2 separate regions of the Anas platyrhynchos genome follow, and region 1 is linked to region 2. Evidence: chromatin contacts called from public Hi-C data. All regions are on one chromosome and are shown on one strand. The core of a region is the stretch at or near the end of the contact, and the rest is flanking DNA. Distances in the headings are between cores, read along the strand shown.

Evidence for each region. Hi-C and Micro-C count contacts between places; a contact is called where the count stands out from the background.
Region 1: a Hi-C map of F5 follicle shows a contact between it and region 2, with 5 times the contacts expected there. The contact joins the promoter of CHN2 here to the enhancer-like site in region 2. A contact is called at or near these places in 6 of 8 Hi-C or Micro-C datasets (F1 follicle, F5 follicle, liver and 3 more).

The regions. Positions count from the first base shown.
Region 1 is chr2:123,442,954-123,446,744 of IASCAAS_PekinDuck_T2T, reverse strand. CHN2 (chimerin 2) reads left to right here and starts at 1,803. Exons shown (of 13, transcript XM_038173738.2): 1 at 1,803-2,219. The coding sequence starts at 2,171.
Region 2 is chr2:123,359,891-123,363,991 of IASCAAS_PekinDuck_T2T, reverse strand. All of the region lies in intron 3 of CHN2 (chimerin 2), which reads left to right. Among named protein-coding and RNA genes, the nearest start is that of CHN2, 83 kb to the left of the region's middle. Within about 2 kb of position 2,716, at least 4 of the 8 cell types and tissues checked have an H3K27ac peak or open chromatin away from gene starts, as enhancers often do. A contact at or near this core is called in F1 follicle, F5 follicle and small yellow follicle, where this site is marked.

The DNA.
Region 1 (3,791 bases), core at 554-3,053, 84 kb before region 2:
GATGAGTGCAGGATTATGAAGAAGAAAAATGAAGACATGTGACAGACTATAGGAGACAAATTAGAAAGAAAGATACAGCAGGAGGAGCAGAAAAAATAAACATGTAAGAGATGAGTGAATACCACTTCATAACATGATGTACTCTATGAGTGAACAATTTACCATTACAGTCTTGACATTTACCATATTGCATAGCATACTACAATATTTTTCAACATCCCAGGTTTCAGCCTCCTTTTATGACCTAATCCAGAAGACAAAAGAACCCTCTGTCTTTCTCTTTTTTTTTTTTCTTTTTTTTTTTCCCCAGCATTTAATCTTTAAAACGCGTGACACAAAATATTTGGCCAAGGACCAAAAAGCAGTGACACGCCTGTAGCATTTTTCTGTGTGTCAGGCGGTAATTTCCAGATTAATAAGAGTTAGCGCCAAAGCTGGTTGTAAAGGTTTCTGCCTCTCACATGGCGTGAACTACCATTACAAAAGCAAGCCTGGAAAAGCAAGTCGCACCAGACGCGCCCCCGAGCTCCATGCGGGACTCCCGATGGGGTCGGAGCCCCGCACCGCTGCCGGCCGGGGCTGCGGGGATGGCGGGCACCGGCTGTGCGCTGGCCGCTAGAGGGGGTCTCGACACCTTTTTTCCCGAGGAGACGTGGGACCCGGCTGGCTGGTGCAGCGAGCCCGGGTTTTATTTTGGCACCAGGAGGAGGGGAAGGGGCTGGGTGCGGGTGACAGCCAGGGCACGCAGTTTGCACGATCATTGGAAAGCTGTGCGGCTGGGTGGATAGGGCTTGACTTGCCGGGGAAACTTTAATGCGATTCCTCACTCGTCCCGAAGTAACTTTATTTTATAGCCTCTCTGTTATGAAACATGGAAGGCTTTCATAAATCATCATCAAGGCAAATGGGTTAGAGGCTTCTTGCAGATCACATGCCAACAGGACTTGCCATGCCGCTCGGCTTTTGACAACCATCTGACAGCTGACCACCTTCCTGCTGCCTTTTTGCCCTCATTTAATAAAATGAGATGGAAGCTTTGGCTGGCAATAAAGCGCTGCGAAGGGAACATAAAGAGCGGTCAGCAGAGAGGAGCTTTCAACTGATGCTTTCTTGGCTCGTCCTCTTAGGAAGTCGCCCATTAAGAGGCAGGCCAGTGCCCTCAGCACGGCTGACAGGCACCCCCGGGGGGGTGTCTTCTCCTCCCCCCCCTTCCCCGAGCCGCCGGGCCCCAGCTGCGGTCGCCCCCCCACACCACCTGCGGCCCCTGCAGGGCTCAGGGAGAGCCCAGGAGTGGCAGTGAGAGCCGGGGAGCGGCAGTGAGAGCCCGGGAGCGGGAGGGTGTGGGCTTCTTTTTTAAGAAAAAGGAAGCCATGTGCGGAAAAATAAAAATTAAAAAAAAAAAAATGAAGAAAAGTGAGGGTGAGAGGTGCCAGGCGGAGGAGGAAAGCAGCAAGCAGACAAAGGGCTGCCACATGCCCTGCCCCAGGTGCGCAGCCCCGCTGATGGGGGCGCAGAGCCCCCCTCGGCGGCAGCGCCGTGCCGAGGCGCTCAACAGGCTCCGGCGGGGGCACGGGCACCGGCACCGGGTAGGATCAGCTCCGGCCACCAGCCCCGTGCAGGTTTGGGGCTCGGCCGCTGCTCGGTGGGGCCACCGGGACTCACCGGAGCGGGACCCCCCCTGCCCGCCGCCGCTTCCTTTGTGTGCGCGGGGGGAGCGGCGGCGGGTCCCCCCCGGCGGGCTGTCAGCGCTGCCCGCCAGGAGGCGGGGAAGGGAAGGGACGGGAAGGGAAGGGAGGAGGAGGAGGTGGAGGAGGAGGGAAGGCGAGGCAAGGCAAGGCAAGGCGCAGGCAGGCAGGCAGGCAGGCAGGGCGGCTCTCCCGTCCCCGCCGCGAGGTGACCCCGCTCCCCGTGCGGAGAGGGGCGCTGGAAGCCCCGCGGGGTCTTTTGCCGGCCCCTCCGAGCGGCTTCGCCCAGCCCAGCCCCGCGGCGCGGCCGGCAGCGCCCCGGCGGGGCTCCGCCGCCTGCCGCTCCCCGGCGGCGCAGGAAGCGGGGCGCGGGCGGCGGCACTTGGCCATGGGCTGGCGGCAGCAGCGGCCGGGCGGCAGCGGGGCACCGCGCGGGGCTCGCAGCTAAGGGGCGAGGAGGAGGAGGAGGAGGAGGAGGAGGGACCATGGCAGCATCCAGTAACTCCAGTCTGTCCGGCTCGTCCGTTTCCTCCGGTAAGTTTCGCCAGCGGTGTCTCCCCTCCTTCCATTTTTACCTGTCCGCAGCTCGCCGTCCCGCCCGCCCCGGGCTCCGCCGAGATGCCCCCCCCTGTTCTCCCCGATCCCCCTGCGGGGGCGGTGGGGCTCGGCTCGCACCCCCCTCCAACCTTTCCCCCCCTGCTTTTGTGTGGGGTCAAAGAGGGGGGTGTCAGCCACCCCCTCGGCAGGGCACGGGGAGAGCCCTCCGGCTCTCACGGGCACGTTTTGGGGGGCAGTGGGTGGCCGGGGGACATTCGGGGACCGCCTCGCCCCCCTGCACTCCCCCCGGGCACAGCGCGCCCCTCGCAGGGCACTGCCACTGGGGCTCCCCCCGGCCGGGGGTCGCGGCACCCAGGGCGTTTCGAACCACTTTAAAATACCCGCAACTGGTTCCCGGTTGAAAAGGAACTCAGTAACTAGCTAAAAACGCTCCGGGTGAAAATATAAAATAAATTACAGGCGCGGGGGCCGTGCGGGGGGCTGAGGATGCGCTGCGTGCCCTGGGGCTCGGTGGTGGTGGCATGGGGCTGGCATCCCGCCTAACGCCGGGAAACAGAAAAGTTGCGTCTGTGAGCGAGGCGGTCTGAAATGGAAAGCCTTGGTATAATAGTACCGCCGTCTGCTTCTTAGCTCATTGAGTTGTTATTTTAATGTGTGAGTGATAGTAGACCGAAGGAATTGGCAGGGAGCATATCCTCAGCGTTATCCTGGCGTTTATTGGGCTGAAGGAGTAAATAGAGGGATGAACAACTTTGGGGTTCAAAGGACTTGTGACTCAGTGTTTTATGTGAGGTGCCAGACTGAGAATTTGTAAAAGCTCTTTTTAAACATAGCAATATGTGCTGTGAAAAGCAGACAAGCTCCTTTGGCTATCAATACAACTGTAGAAAATATAAATAAATTTAAAAAGCAATGAACAAATGTTTCTTTTAAAGATGGTGTATGACTTACACAACTTACTATATGTGTCCCTGTTCCAGTATGTGCCACTTACAGCCAGATCCAAAGAAGGAACTGGCTCCTTAAAATACATATTTATTCCAACCCTTTTACTAGCAAACACTAACACTGCAAGCCCTGATTGCCTTAACCAGAAAGCACGTAAAAGAAGTAGGCATGAGAAATTGTGTTGTGTTCACATTCATGATGCAAGAGTCGCAAGACCGGAATGAAAACAAGCAAGAGTCAACCCAACTCAGTAGCCTACTAGTTAAGGTCCTCATCCAGGAAATGTGACTTTTATTTGATGGATTGTGTATGTGATTTTTACATCTGTTATGTGAAAAACTTAGAAATAACCCTAAAAAGCTGGATTGGAACCCATGATTCTCCTCCTTGGTGATCTAAGCATTAAGCTGCAGAAGCCTGTTCCCTGTGTGCTTTGCTTCTGTGCTCCATGAGTCTCCAAGACTTTCTGGCACGTTGTGCCAGCCTCTGAGAAACACTGCTCAGCACAGGCTTCTGAATCCCCTCTGGCTGTACTGAGTCAGGCCCCAGGATCCATCCAACACTGAGCCCTTGCAGTCTGGGTTCAAATGCCTGATCTGA
Region 2 (4,101 bases), core at 1,467-3,966:
CACTTTCCCCAAGGATAGATGTTCTTCTGGTGTAATGATGTAGCAGTACATATCACACCCCAAGATGCTAAACAGGGTCTTATTCAAGGCCCTCTCTTCCTACCCCACTCTCGGTTTTGTTGTCCCATTTCCTGATTTTCCTTCCACACCCCCTTTCCACACTTGAGTTTTTAATCAGTCTGCAGCAGATTGGTTACAAATGTTCCTTTGGTAATTTGCAATTACATTTTCTAGGCCCCTTGCAGGAGGGACGTATTTTTACGTCAAATACTAACAGAGGACTGGTTAAAAAGCGTGGCTTTTGGGGATACATTAGGGCAGGTGACATAACACAGTGTGTTTGTGCAGATGTACTGTGGACTGTTTTGGCATGTGTCATGAAGGTTTTAGTGCTTCTCACTGATTACAGAAGTGCAAGCAGCATTTATAGCACTGATATGGATTGCTGTATTTATCTGCTGCTGTTGGGGATATTTGCCTCCCATTTAAATGACTCAACATATCAATCTTGGAAAAAGAGAGCATAGTTTAAATACTATATTTAAATTTTTCATCTAACATTCAAGGTAACATTGATCTTCCTTTTTACATTTAACGATGCCCTTAATGTGTAAGTGGAAACTGCATAACAAAATAGATGACTCCTGCTTTTGCTATTGAAGTTGTTTGAACCTGACCCTGTCTCCCCTGACTGTTTAGCATCAACCTTCTTGATTAAGATTTATTTCAATTTATTTTAGCTCATGTTCAGGAGCTCGTTATTTTATTAGGTCACAAAATATTTGGTTTTTCTTTTTTTTTCTATTCTTGTTCAATTATGATTTTCGCTGTTAGAGCTGAGTGTACACAGAAATGTATTCTGTTTTACTGACTGTAGCAGATGTCAGTGTTGGGGAAATTTTTATAACCTTCTGGAGTTTAAAGTGTTTTGTCTGCTGTATTGATTATTGTATACTGGACTGAGGGAGCTTGCTCAAGGTCATAGATAGGAAACTAACTCGAGTTAAAAATACCCTCATACGAGATGCCTTAGAGCTTTTGAAAGTTTTGCACACAAGCAAACAAACCAACCCGATTCTTGTTAAATTCTTTGTCTTCAAAAATGATAGAAATAACCTTGATGGAATGGAAAGCAGTGTTCAGTAAGTGCCACAGAAAGAATGAGAGCTGCTGAGCCTCCTGCGTTTCTTTGTGATGCATTGTCCTCCCAAGGAAGGATCATTATGAACCCTACCTTCTCTGTAGGATACAGCAAGCCATCAGACCAGAGAAGTTGTGTGGCTTTGAACAGCAGTTAATAAAAACATTCTTTTGAGTTCTTCACTTCTGTCATTCCTTTTGTGTTCTCCCTCAGAGTGAAGCATTCCAGTCCTGTATCCTCCCCAGCTGTGTAAGTTTTACAGCAGAATGTTTCGTTTGAAGATATCCAGCACAATTTGGCCCTTCACTGTGCTTGATAGATCTAAACTGTTTTATGCTATTTAGGTTAGGGGTGACATCACCTGAAGGCTTGGCCTTCTCCTCTACAGCACTCCATTCAGTCCACTGCCTTCTCCCTGCTGTCCTGAGAGCCTCACAGAGGTGGGCATGGACATTGTATAGCTGCAGTTTTATATGGGATTTATATAACCTATTCAGTTTGCTCCTTGATAATCTCGATCTCCCAAGAGCAGGTAGAGATAAGAAAGAGGATGTATCTTATATCTTGGCCCAAGGAGACTCCAGAGGTTGTCATCCCAACATCAAGAGGAGGTGTTTGCATATGTTCTTCCTAGAGCCTTCCACAGTTGAAGATTTCATGACCACCTCTGCTTACTTTTTTTAGTGCTTAATTATTTTTAACACTTTCCTAAGATCTAGACTCTATCATCCTTTTTGCAGCTTTACTTCTTGTCACGTCTAGTAAGAATACACTGAGCAGATTATTTTATTTCTCCATAAAGGCTGCTCTCATACCTGTCCGCTACAGCACCTCTCTGTCTTCTCTTCCTTAAGCTAATCTCTTTTCATATCTTTTACGTTTGCTGAATCCCTGCTCATTATGGTTATTAGTTCCAGTCTTCCTTGAGATGGGCCCAAAACTACATTCAGGATTCCAGCTAGAGGCTTTCTGAGTGAAAATTGCAAGGAGAGGATTACTCCAAGGTATCTTGTTGGCTGCATTCTTGTTTTCAAATCCCAGTGCTTTGAGTGGCATTCTGGTTTTGGTGGTTTTTGGAACAGACAGCATCAGTGATTCATGTTCACGTTATGATTTGTAATGATGCCAGGATGCTTTTCTGTGGAAACCTGTCTAGCTGTTGTCCCTCTGGTATTTTGAATGCTTTTGACATCTTGCTCCCAGCTACTCTCTTGTCTCAGCATCAGCACAGTCCCTCACCATCATATGGCTGTATGTGTATCCATCAAGTAGCCATAACACTGTCATCCCCACTGCTCTCTGACTAAGTGACAAAAGAAGCTGTAGACTTCCAAAACTGTTCATGTGATTTTTCTTTCTGGAGAGCCTCTGAAACATGGACAGTGCGGACGTAATATGCTCTGGTGCCTTATGCAGTGCTGATTTCTTTCTGAGGAATGTCTTTGTTCCTCCCTCATCACGTAGTCAAAATATATGAACAAACTCATGAAGTTATGTGGCCAGGATAGGCTAGTTGTATGAAGCCTGTCCTATCAGTCATACTGAATGCCATTGACTGGAAATCTTTGGGGAAAAGACCAGCTTTTCATGAGGTATGCACATACTAACTGCCTATAATTGGCCTGTCCTTGGTTGGGGAGTACAGATGTTACACTGCTGCTACTTCTACTTGGAAAATTATCAACAGGCCTTATGATGTGAGGCTTGTTGCAAGGACAAGAGTTGGTTTTCTCTGAAAACATTGATGGCAGCAAGCCTGAATAAGTAGTATCAAGAAAGTAGGCAAAAGGTAATAAAAAGGGGTAGATAAACTTTTCCTTGCAAAAAGAAATGTTTCCCAAGTTAACTTGCTTAAGAGGCATTGAAGTAAAATAATTTGTCCTATTTGGAGTGAGAGTTAGATATGTTAATTGATCTAAACAGATTTTTTTTAGAAAGATGGGGAGGCAAAAAAAATGTATTAAAGAAGTAATGAAACAAAACATAGTTTCTACTCCAGTACTGTTTTTACTATTGCGTGCTTACAATTTTCTGTAATCCTTTTCTGCTATTGATTCTGAGGCAATAGTTTGCATTTGGCAATTATGCCAAAAGCTGAACAATTCAGACTACATTTTCTTTATAGTCTGGGCTTCTTTTGAAGAATTCTCTTCCAATTCTTCTATTTCTCTTTTACTGAGCTGAAAATGGTATTTATGGCTAGTTAACTAGAAATACTGAAAAATAAATAACATTGTTCCAAACAGAAAAATGTTTAGATTGAACTTCCTTTGGGCAAATGCCTCACTGCCTGCAATAAAGTGACCACACTGACATTTTAAACTCTTGGATCTTATGTCTCTTCTCATTCTGTATAACGGGGAGATGAACAAAAAGCTATGCATGCACCTTATTGTTTCCTTTTCCTTTTCATACTCTCCTTATGGTTGTATTGAAGCAGTGGTTGAAATAGGTAGACCTACAATGCTATTGTGTGCTGGGCATTCTGAATTACAGACAGACTGCTGTCCTAGAGAGGGATTTTGGATTTCTTAGTTTTCATCCCAACATTTCTGTATTTCAGCTTTGGCCACTGAATAAAGAAATATGTCCTGTGCAATGAAGCTGAAGAGAAATTACATTTTTTTGGAAATTAGAGTTATCTTAGTTCTGTGATAGTACTTCAGCAGAAAGAATTCTTCAGGGCATCTTCAAATCTTCAGTGCAGTGTGGCTTGGATGTAGACGCTTGCAATGAAAATCTATCACATTAGGGCATACTTACCTCCTGCCTGCATGATTCCCAGTAGTTTTGTGATGAGTTATCTTGCAGAGTGGTGTAGGATTTTAATACAATAATCTGTACATTAGCAGGAGTATGTCACTCCAGGGTGAAACCATCCTGACCAAAAGAGGAGCCACAAATCCCAGGGCACTACAATTCAGTAAACTTCAAAATTATGTAAAGGTAATATATTGGAT